Linked DNA regions of Sus scrofa: region 2 is linked to region 1. A link is a contact called in public Hi-C data. All regions are on one chromosome and are shown on one strand. The core of a region is the stretch at or near the end of the contact, and the rest is flanking DNA. Distances in the headings are between cores, read along the strand shown. Region 1 overlaps TCF20 (transcription factor 20). Region 2 holds the start of NDUFA6 (NADH:ubiquinone oxidoreductase subunit A6).

Region 1 (5,926 bases), core at 2,369-4,868:
TTCAGCCCTATGTGACCCTGTCCTGTTAGGTCCGGGACAGCGGACTGTGTGGGCTTGACAGACACTTGATTTGAGTATGTCAGCAGCATGCTGCTGTCAAGTAAGAACCGAACTGAAGAACTGCCGCATAAGCAAATGTTTAAGACCAAGGTCAACAAAATAACTGAACCAGTGACTGAATAGGAAACCAAGGAAGGAGAGGGAGAAGGTCAGGTTCGGTGGGAAGGTCAAGAGGCGTATTGTGTCCATGTTAGAGGCTCCCGTTGGGACGTCCGAGTGGCCATTTCCAAATTAAAGCATTTCTTTTTTTTTTTTTTTTTAATTTTACTGGAATAGAGTTGACTTACAAGTTGTGTTAACTTCAGGCATACAGCAAAGTCAGTCAGTTATGCATATTTGTATATCCACTCTTTTTCAGATTCTTTCCCCATATGTTATTACATAGTATTGAGCATATTTCCCTGTGCCGTACAGTATGCCCTTATTATCTGCCTATTTTATATATAGTAGTGCGTATATGTCAGTCCCAACCCCCTAACTTATACCCCCTCCACACATTTCCCCTTTGATAAACAAATTTGGTTTTGAAATCTTTGAGTCAGCTTCTGTGTTTTTTTTTTAAGTCCTATTGTGTCAGTCTATTAGATTCCACATATTAGTGATTTCGTATGATATTTATCTTTCTCTGACTACTTCACTTAGTATGATAATTTCTAGGTCCATCCATGTTGCTGAAAAAGGCATTTCTTTCTTTTTAATGGCTGAGTAATATTTCGTTGTATATGTATACCACATCTTCTTTATCCGTTCTTATGTTGATGGACGTTTGGGTTGTTCCCATGTCTTGGCTATTGTGAATAGTGCTGCAATGGACATACGGGTGCATGTGTCTTTTTCAAGGAAAGTTTTGTCCAGATATATATGCCCAGGAGTGGGATTGCTGAGTCATATAGTAGTCCTATTTTTAGTTTTTTAAGGAACCTCCGTATTGGTTGCACCAGCTTACATTCCCACAACAGGGTAATAGGGTTCCTTTTTCTCCACACCCTCTCCAGCATTTATTGTTTGTAGACTTTTTGATGATGGCCATTCTGACTGGTGTGAGGTGGTACCTCACTGTAGTTTTGATTTGCATTTCTCCAATAATTAGTGGTGTTGAGCATCTTTTCATGTGTTTTTTGGCCATCTGTATGTCTTCTAAATTAAGGAACTTCAGATGGATAGTTTCTTGCAGCTAAGAGCAGATGTAGTTTGGCTTCCTTAGATCAGCATGTTGTGTAAGTGCCACGAGGGCGTGGGGTCTGTGTAAGCACTGAGAAGCTGCACCTGACTTGGGCAAGGGGAAAGGCAAGTCAGGAAGGCTGTAGAGGCTTGAGCTACCCAGAGTCATGGTGCACCCAGACCTGCCAGAAGTTCAGAGGGATGGGGAATCTGACAAGCGAGTGGCAGGAGAAGTAGGTACACATGTCAAGGTCCATGTCTTCCTGCTTTCCCAAGCCCTTCCATTGTGCCCTTGAAACTCAGTCCGTCAGGAGCACACTCTTAATTCTCTACTCTGAGCAGCCCCTTCCTGGCTTTCTTAGTGTCACTGCCTCTGTCCCCTCATCCCTCACAGGTGGACAGTGTTTGCACACTCACAGTGGGCCAGCTACTCTCCAAGAGACCTGCTCCTCTGCTGTGACATGAGGCCGGGGCGGGGGGTGGGGGTGGGGTGTAGGCTGAGCATCCACAGTAGGGACTGAAGAACAATTGCAGAGGTTGTGGGTGGCATCTTTTATACATTGCTGCTGCTGCTCCTGGCAGGCGAGGCTGTGCAGAGCCCAGGCCTTTTCGTCATTAAAGCCAGTTGCATCCAGGGATGCTGCCTCTCAGGCAGGGGGATTCCGTTCTCGGTGACCACTCACCCCACCCCCACTTTGGGAAAAAGAGAGTTACATTTAAGGTTAATATGCCAGCATGAGCTCATTGCTCAGCTCCTGAGACTCCATTCAAACCCTTCCCAGTTAATTCTCAGAAGCCCAGGAAACATCCAGCCACACATACACACATGCTGAGGCCACCAGCAAACACCAGTTGTTGCCTTTACCCCCTTAATTTGACTTAGGAATTCTGAGACCCCATCCTCTGTTGCTTCTTTGTAATCTCACTCATGAAAGAAAGCCCATATGTATTGACGGAACCACCTTTCTTCCCATTAACACGGTGCACTGATCAGGCTGCCCAGAGAACAAGGACCAGAAGGAGTGCAACAGAGGCTCCTGGATTTTCCCAACAGACAGTCTTTGTTGGGAAGACAATCAAAGAGATTGTTGAGAAGAGTAATGACCATAGAACCTCGTAGATCTCATCTTATCCTTCATCCAAGTATTCATAGAGATCGGCCTCTTAGAGAATTGTAGCGGTAGACAAGTCAGTTTAGCCTCTCTCAGCCTAACTTCTTAACCTGTGAGTGGTAAGAAACACTTGGGATGTCGCATGTTCGTCTTCTGGGTGACGGCCCTGCAGGTGATGCCAGGGCAGGAGACAGACTAAAATCAACTCTGAAAACCCAAGTGTTAGCTAGTCAACTCCTTTGGTACTAAAGTTTGCATTCTAGGTTTGGACCCAGATTTTCCTTCCAGTGCAAGGTTTCTGCGAAGGAAAGGCATGTGAGGGACCTGAAATGCCCTGTGAGGAGTCTCACACACTCTCACTTCATTAAGTGGCCTCAAAAAGCCCACTGACTTTAGGGTGTGGGGACCAGTGACCCTATGGATATTTGCATTGGCAGTAGCTTAAATATGCCAAGATACCCTTGGTTTATTACTATTATTACTACTATTAAAATATAGTTGATTTACAGTGTTGTGCCAATTTCTTTGTACAGCAAAGTGACTCATTTTTTTAAAGTTCCTTTCTGCCAGAACTCTCCCCCCCCCCCCTCCCCGTGTAAAAGTGTCTGTCCCTTTTCAGGCTGTCTCTGCCCTTGAAGAACTTGCTGCTTTCAGGAACGGTGGGCTTTGCCTGACAAGATCTCCGCTAGGATAGTCATTCATTTGTTTCCATTGGGGAGGTGGGGCATGGGTTGGGTGGAAGCACATCTGCCCTCTTAAGAACAGATAAAACAAATGCAAGTGGGAAGAGAGGCAGTGAAAATAAGGAAAAAGCTTTCCAAGAATCTGGAACTTCCTTGGAGATTGGAGTTCCAGTGTAAGCTGCTCAGATTTGAGATGCTGTTAAAGGAAGCCTGTTCAGTCGGTTCATCACTTCTGCCACTGAAATTGTAAACCCTTGAATATGCCCACCGTGCGAAGGAGCGGCTTTCTGGATGCATAGACCCAGCTCCTGGGGAGCAGGTTATAACTGAGAGTCACTTTGCTGGCAAGTAATGTCTTTAAAAAGATGCCTTTTTAGATTCAGAAAGCACAAAGGGCAATCACTTTCTTATAAGCCAATCCACTGTTTGAGCAGAGGGTAAAAAATAAGCAAGTACGCAGTCTTGTGCAACTTAAATTCCGTGTTTTAAACTCTGTCTCTAAGCATTTCTCTGAGAGAAAAGGCCCTTCGCTTTCTTCTTAGAGGGTAGCCTCCGGGCTCCTCCTCCTGCTGGGCTGGCCTTTCTCAGGTTCCCGGCTGCTATTCAGTGCTAATTACTGCCTTAAACCTCCTTTCTAACTTCTTAAAGGGCACACATCCCTTTCTGCCTAACATGTAGAAACTCCCCTTAGACAAAATACATAATGTTCTCAACAGAGTTACAGCTTTCTTCTCCAACTGTACAAGAAATCCTCTGATTAGAAATATTTTAATGTAGCATATGTACCTGTGGGTTAGATAAAACAATGAAGTGTGTTTCAGGAAAAAAAAATCAACGTCTGGTTAAGCCAAAGAAGCATTATTAGTGAGGCCTGTGTTGACATTCTCCTAAGTGGAGTAGTTATGAAGCACGTGGATTAACATAACAATATGCAGTTCAGGAGAAAAATGATTAAACCAAGTCTTTTTGTAAATGCTTTAATGTTCTAGAAGAGGGGAATGAGGGCTGGTTTTAACTTAAATTGTAGCAAGTGGATGCGTTTTATGTGGGAAATTGCTTTGTTTTGCCTCTGTAAATGTGTTACTGCTGAACCTGAAGACTATAAACCCAGGGGAATTAGAGGTAGAGATTATAGAACATTTAAAACCCACAGTGAATGTCCCCTGTCTGTGTCCACCACATCCACATTGGAAGTTCATTCCATATGTGAGTTAAAACCTTTAACTTTGTAGGCATCTTGGTAGAAATAATTACTAGTACCTAATAGTACTGGTACATGTTTAGGGAATGTTATCATCAGTTTAAAAAAAAAAAAAAAGAGTGATTAGATACTGTGTCTGGTCTGTAAAAAATGTTGTAATAGAAAGATAAATGTTTAAAGCGAATGCACATAAGTGGCAGCATTGCTGGGTGTCAGCGCTCGCTGGTAGCAGATTTTTGTAAAGCAGCTCCTCTGGGAGGTCTGCCCTGCTGTATCTCCTGCTTCCTGTAGCCTTGCAGATAAGCCTAAAGGGCTCTGCTGTCCTGAGGCCATCCCAGGACCACTGCTGGGACGTTTTTTGTTGTTGTTGTTGTTGTTGTTTCTTTTTAGGTCTGCACCCAAGGCATATGGAAGTTCCCAGGCCAGGGGTCAAATCAGAGCTGTAGCTGCCAGCCTACACCACAGCCACAGCAACTCAGGGATCCAAACTGCATCTGCGACCCACAGCACAGCTCACAGCAACACTGGATCCTTAACCCACTGAGCAAGGCCAGGGATCGAACCCAAGTCGTTATGGATACTAGGCGGGTTCACTACTGCTGAGCCATGACAGGAACTCCTAGGGACTTTTTCTTCAATTCTGTTTTTATACAGAAGGAATGCCCTATGTGTCATTTTAAAAAATACTCTTTTCCTGCATTGTCAAGCACATTTGGTGTTGATTGGGGGAGGGGTTTTGTTTGTTTTCCTCAATTTTCTTAAAAGATTCTCCAGCCCTCCCCTCTTTTCTCATCTGGGTATTATCCCCAGTTTAGTGTTGAGACAACTGAGGCTTAAATTAACTAGCTGGCCCGAGCTCGGCCACCGAGTGGAGGCAGGGCCGGGCTAGTCTCCTGTGGGCCAGCCCTGCCAAGGCTCCCTGGACGGCTCGGCCACAATGAAGAATTCAGGTCCTCCTCTCCACCCCAGCTGTTGCTCCGTTTTTCTCTTCATATCTTTCTCTTTTTAGGCTGCCTGTATTTGAGGCAGGAACCAAGAAAAAGATACCCCATTGAATAAAGGGAAGGGAAATCCAGGAGATGGAATAACCAACTAGAACATGTCTTTACCTGGATTTTTTTTCTCCCTCCACTTTTGGATAAACAAGAAAATGATGAGGAGTTCCAGTGTGGCACAGTAGGTTAAGAATCCAACCACAGCAGCTAAGGTCAGCTGCACCTCAGAGGTGCAGGTTTGATCCCTGGCCCAGCGTGGTGGATAAAGGATCTGTCATTACTGCCCCTGGGTGTAGGTCACAGCTGTGGCTCAGATTCAGTCCCTGGCCCAGGAACCCCCATATGCCACAGATGTGGCCGTTAAAAGAAGAAGAAAAGGCAAAGAAAATGATAAGGAAAAGAGCTTGCTAGCAGAGAATTTTTTTTTCTTTTTTCTTTTTTCTGCTGCCCCTGAGGCACATGGAAGTTCCCCGGATTAAATGCAAGAAGTCAGAGCTGCAGCCTTTACCACGGCTGCAGTAGCGTTCAACTGCACCAGGACTGGGATCGAACCAGCCCTCCACAAAGACAGGCCAGATCATTAACTCACGGCACCACAGTGGGAACTCCCCAGAGATTTATTTTTATTTTTTATCTTTAAAAAATTTTTTTATTTTTAATGATTTTTTTTCCATTATAGCTGGTTTACAGTGTTCTGTCAGTTTTCTCCTGTAC
Region 2 (6,024 bases), core at 877-3,376, 58 kb after region 1:
TTAGCTGCTCTACCTCAGTTTTCTCATCTGTAAAGTGGGTATAACAATGCTTATCTCACAGGTGTGTTGTGAGGCCTAAACAAGTTAATGTGCCTGGAGAATGTAAAACAGTGGTTACAAGGAGCATGGGACAATTTATATAAACTTAACTGTACTAAAACTTCCTGAGGCAGCTACTGAAGTTCAAGTTTCCATTATATTATGTTTTGTAACTTACATATACTACATGCTACACGCCTTCTTTTAACCCATAATTGAGTTAAGCATACAAACACATTTAAAAAAATAATACGGAGGAAAACAATCCAATTTTTTTACCCTTTAAAATGGGAAAGACTGGAGAATTCCCATTGTGGCTCATCGGTAACGAACCTGACTAATATCCACGAGGACGAGGGTTTGATCCCTGGCCCCACTCAGTGGTTTAAGGATAGGGCGATGCCGTGAGCTGTGGTTAGGTGGCAGACGTGGCTCAGATCTGGCGTTGCTGTGGCTGTGACTGGACACCTAACCCGAGAATTTCCATATGCTGAGAGTGCAGCCCTAAAAAGTAAGTAAGTAAGTAAATAAATAAATATAAATAAATACAAATAAAATGGGAAAAACTGGAGTTCCTGCTGTGGTGCAATGCGATCGGTGGCGTCTTGGAAGCACTGGGACACAGGTTCCATCCCTAGCCTGGCACAGTGGGTTAAGGATCTGGTGTTGCTGCAGCTGCAGCTCAGGTCACAACTGGAGCTCAGATCTGGCCCCTGGCCCGGGAACTCCATAGGCCATGAGTCTGCTAAAAAAGGAAAGAAAGGAGTTCCCGTCGTGGCTCAGTGGTTAACGAATCCAACTAGGAACCATGAGGTTGTGGGTTCGATCCCTGGCCTTGCTTAGTGGGATAAGGATCTGGCGTTGCGTGAGCTGTGGTGTAGGTCCCAGACGCAGCTCGGATCCAGCGTTGCTGTGGCTCTGGCGTAGGCCGGCGTCTACAGCTCCGATTCGACCCCTAGCCTGGGAACCTCCATATGCCGTGGGAGCAGCCCTAGAAAAGGCAAAAAGACATTAAAAATGGGGGGGGGGAGAGACTGGGCTAGATGCAGGTCCATCCCCCATGCTGGCTGGGGTCCCAGTTGAGCCCTGACCCCAACTCCTTCCCAACACTTACAAGGTGTCTGTCCAGCTGCACTTTCAGAAAAGACCCATGGACTCCAGGCAAGTGTTAAGGCAGGGGCGCAGTCGGAGATGGCCAGTGACCGAGACGTCTGGCACCACCTCAGTTTCTCACCTGAAGATGGGAGGCCAGCAGACCCTCCCTGATCTGGGAGGCTGACAAAGACCAAGCAGAACACCTGTGCACGGCCTGACAGGCTGTCAGCTGTTACTTTTCCCTTTACCCTTCCAGGTTCCCCTTGATGTTCAGAGGTAACCTCAGGAGAAGAATGCCAGGCAAAAGGGCTATCCCCAGTGGACGACCTAAGGTTCGGTCCAGCTCCAAAATTCTGGGCTATTTGTCACAGAGATGCAGAGTTTGGGATGAAAACGTCCCCGTCTAAATGCGGCTGATGATACGACCTACCTCCTGGGCGTGGAGAAGCGCTGAGAACCTAAAGGGCCAGGAGAGCGCTTTCACCTCTACCTCTACACCACGCTTCGAGAGAGCAGGTGTACAGGAAATTTTTTTTTTTTTTCCAGAAAAGCCGCAGAGCTGCTGGGCCAACGCCACGGCAGAACAGAAGCTATTATCCGCCTCAGCGGCCCCTGGGGCCGACGGCCGGAGCCCGGGGAGCTGATAGACGAAGCTCCACAACCCGCCCAGCACGAGCGCTCGGCCTGACTCTTGACAGCAGCGAGACACCAGCTCGCGGCCCAAAGATCAGCCTGGGCCCGAGCGCCCCCCGGCGGCACAACAGGGCGACGGCTAGGACCCCCAATGGCCGATAGCGCGATTCCGCAGGTGAGCATGCGCCTGCCGGTCTCCAACCAAGAGAGCAAGGCTTCTCAGCCAATAAGAGAGCCCCACAGCCATTCTCCCGCCCACCAGCGAAGATTGTGGGCGGGGATACAGGTTTTAGCCAATGAGAAAAAAAAAGGCGTCCCCAGGCCGCCCTGAAGAGTAGAAAAGGGGGTGGTGTTGAGCTGTGGTTTATTTAGCAAGATGGCGGCGAGCGGACTTCCCCGGGCGGCTGCGGCGGCCGGCACCTCGGTGAAGCCCATTTTCAGTCGGGACATGAACGAGGCCAAGCGGAGGGTGCGCGAGCTCTATCGCGCCTGGTATCGGGAGGTGCCGAACACTGGTGAGAGGCAGCGCCGCACGCGGGCACCCGGAGGCAGCCGCCCAAGGTCGCAGCCGCCCCGGCCTCCCGTTTCTGCCGGGCCGGGCGGAGGTGGCCAACTTGGGCAGGGGTGACTCCGAGTGCTTCAGGGCAGCAGGGTCCCACGTGCCTAGTCGTGCTCTGCGTCGGAACCGCGCGTCTAGCGCTCTCGCTCTTTGCCCCCCTGTATTTCTTCCCGAGCCCCTGCGAGGGAGAGCAGCGGCTGTCACTGACATACTCATTTTATAGGTGAGGCAACCGAGGCACCTAGAGGCCAGGCCAGGTCAACCCCCAGGTGAACTCTGGAAAACCTGAATGTATTTACGGACGCCCGTTAGGTTATATAAACCAAAGGGCTGTAGAATTTGAGCCATCGTGGTCTTCCCACATTTCCTACGGAGAAGGGAAGGGACTTTCCCAAGGTCATCCAGTAAGACGTGGTGCCTTTTGCCGTCCCTCCAGGTGAGAGGGCCACCCTCCGCAGTCTCCCAAGTCTTTTTACCTGGCTCTGCAGGCTAGTTTTCCTTAAGAACGCCTTCCCCTGCCCTCTGCTGCCTCAGAACCCCAGGAATCACGTGTCTGAGAACCAGTCTGTCCACCTGCAGGATTAAGGTATAAGCTCCCTGGGTTCAAAGACTGTCTTTTTCGGGGGGCCGGGGGGGCATCCCCCTTAGCGCTGCCCAGTGTAACTAGTGAAGGAAAAGTTGGGGAAAACCTCATCTAAACTGTCAGGGGCAATACACATGTCAGGGACATTTTTGTCCCCGGCTTTCTCACTGGTGGAGGGGGTGTGTTCAGGGGGCTGGGATAGGAGGAGGCCGCCTAGGACAAAGCTATGGAATTTTTCTCTTTAGAGACACGGGTTCTTAACCGGGCAGGGTGGGCACTCAGGGGTCCGTAAACTAACATCGTAAGCACATCTTTGCATCTGTGCCTGTGAACATTTTCCTGAGGAGAAGATGCATGCACCCAGTGAGCTGGTGTGTGGTTTAGGACATCACGTGGAACGGGAGTGGGTGGACACCAGCTTCCCTAGTAGGCGTGGAGGTGCCTTGTTGTTTCTCCCAAGGTTGGGCAGGTATCTGATGTGACTATGCGGGAAAGGTAAGCACTGATAGCAGGGGGAGATTCTTCATGCTCCCTTCCTTAAACGAGCAGAATATCGTACATTATAAAACAATAAACAACCTGGATTCTTGGCCCCTGTTTGCCAGGAACCAGTGGTCTGACCTCAGGCAAGTCCCCACAGTGCTCTAGTGCTAGGATTCTCAAATCCAGGATCCATGTTAGTTTGCATGGATTTGTGTGTCTTTGTCCTCTTGTCCCTGTGTTTGCTTTTCCAGACTTCCTAACGTGATACTGACTGTGGTGTTTGGCACCTAACTCTGTGGCTGAAAACCTAGATTTTTAGTGTTTACCATTTTCAGTGATGTAAATACTCCCACCGCGGTGGATTTTTAAGCCCTCAAAGTGAAGTCAGTGCAGGCAGATTTGGGAAGAGACGTGTGTGCCTGGCTCCCCAGGCAGCCTGCTCCAGCACACCACTGGACACCGAGCTCTTTCTTGTGTGGGTGACCCTCTGCCCTCCCTGTTAACACCCGTGAAGCTGGGATGGCGGAGTTTCTCCTGTTACATTTCTGCTGTTGCTTTTATTCTTTGGTTGGATCAGCCGGGCTTGATCTTTTCCTCAGCAGAAGCTTTATTTTTCTATTGCTATCACTAAGTTATGAGTATAATCAAAGATTCAAACTTAATTGTCCCTAAACAGCCCTTGTGCTTTTCAGAGCTGGCCGTGATAGTTCTGTAGACCAGAGTGGCGACGTCACAGGAATGGCCACACCGCAAGGTCTCCTCACCAAGGGAGCCCCCAGGCCTCCTCAACCTCGGTGCCCATTCTAGCCTCGGTGCCCATTCTAGCCTGTTTATTCTGTTGCCTGGGCCTCGTGTGCCCCTCTCTTCTTATTTTACCTACCACTCAAGGCCCTGTTCGTGTCCTTGTCACCAGCAAATCCACCGAAGGCCAGCCGCCAGAGGATAAGAATACAAATGACCGAAACCTAATTTTCAGAGAACATCTATGGGCTTTATCTGAGCTCCCAAGTCACTGAGTCTGTGCCACTATTTTAGTACTTAATCAGGGGTTGCTGAATATTGCGGGGGTTTTTTTGTTTTGTTTTGTTTTGGTTTTGCTTTTTAGGGCCGTACATGTGCATATGGAAGTTCTCAAGCTAGGGGTCGAATTAGAGCTACAGCTGCTGGCCTACACCACAGCTACAGCAACTTGGGATCCGAACTGCGTCTGCAACCTCTACCACAGCTCACAGCAACACCGGATCCCTTGACCCACTGAGTGAAGCCAGGAATCGAACCCACATCCTGGTGATACTAGTCGGATTCATTTCCACTGCACAATGACGGGAACGCCTGAACACTGTGATTTTTACATTTGCATTCATTGCAATCACATTTTACAATTGCATTCATTATTGCATTCATAAATTCTAATTGTTGTCCCTGCAATTAGAATTTAAGACCTAGAGAGCAGGAGCTACCCCTTAAACTTCTCTCTTTCCCCCAAGTAACCTAATATAGCAGTCACTGCCTGCTAGATTGATGCCTTTCCTTACCTGCACACGCAGCAGTCTCCCTCAACTCTTAGGTCTGTGTGGTGCACAAGCCTACACCTATCATTGTACGTTAATTTCAACCCTGTCATCTTGTGCCAGTTGTTCCATGCAGTAAAAATGCCAGCATTTATTGAGAGCTTATTCTATCCGGGGCACTGTTCTGAGCATCTTGCCTTCTCTCATTGACTCATCACATCAGCTCTGGAGTTACATATGCTGCTCTCGTCCTCATTTCATTCACAGATAAATACACTGAGGCATGGAAAAGTTAACGTACACAGGATCATATAGCTGATAAGTGACAGAGCTGGGATTTGAACCCAGCTTGTTCATACTCTTGAACTGTGCTATCTTGCCTCTTCAAAAGCAGTGAGCTTGTCTCCCCAAACAGAATGCAAGCTCTGAGAGCAAGTGCCGTATCACAGTTCTTCACATCCTCAATCACCTAACTCAGGGTCAGGCTAGTATTTGGTGAGTGGAATGAATGGGCAACTTACGCGTTCAATGACTAGCCATTGACTCAATTTTCTTAAAACACATTTTAACCCTCTCTACCCTGAATCATGTTTTCTTTCTAGTGCATTTATTCCAGCTAGACATCTCTGTGAAACAGGGACGAGATAAAGTCCGAGAAATGTTTATGAAGAATGCCCACGTCACAGACCCCAGGGTGGTTGATCTTCTGGTCATTAAGGTAACTGACTCTCCCTGACTGATTTAAAAGAGCAGCCGACTTGTACAGAGCTTCTCACTCTTCTTAGGTGAACATTTTTGTCTCCCAAGTTTAAAAGCAACTACTGAGTCAGTAACGGTTACTTAATGTTTCAAAGGAACAGCTGAACTTAGAGGTTCTCACCTGGTTAAATATTATATTTATATTTATGTAAATTATAAGATTGTTCAAGGGAAAATCCACTGGGGCTTGCATTTTAAGACGAAAAAACAGGAGTTCCCTTGTGGCACAGCAAGTTAAGGATGTGGCATTGTCACTGCAGCAGCTTGGGTCAGTGCTGTGGGTCGGGTTCGATCCCTGGCCTGAGGACTTCCAGAGGCTGCAGGCACAGCCAAAAATAAATGAATACATAAATAAAACCAAC

The links. Hi-C and Micro-C count contacts between places; a contact is called where the count stands out from the background.
Region 2: a contact with region 1 is called in a Hi-C map of omental adipose tissue, with 2.7 times the contacts expected there. The contact joins the promoter of NDUFA6 here to the enhancer-like site in region 1. A contact is called at or near these places in 15 of 47 Hi-C or Micro-C datasets (adipose tissue, blood, differentiating spermatogonia and 7 more) and 1 of 2 datasets of contacts at active chromatin or transcription factors (alveolar macrophages).

The regions. Positions count from the first base shown.
Region 1 is chr5:6,500,188-6,506,113 of Sscrofa11.1, forward strand. The region is part of intron 4 of TCF20 (transcription factor 20); the gene reads left to right. Among named protein-coding and RNA genes, the nearest start is that of CYP2D25, 36 kb to the right of the region's middle. Within about 2 kb of position 3,619, at least 6 of the 83 cell types and tissues checked have an H3K27ac peak or open chromatin away from gene starts, as enhancers often do. A contact at or near this core is called in omental adipose tissue, where this site is marked.
Region 2 is chr5:6,559,948-6,565,971 of Sscrofa11.1, forward strand. NDUFA6 (NADH:ubiquinone oxidoreductase subunit A6) reads left to right here and starts at 2,127. Exons shown (of 3, transcript NM_001185178.1): 1 at 2,127-2,282; 2 at 5,506-5,621. The coding sequence starts at 2,144.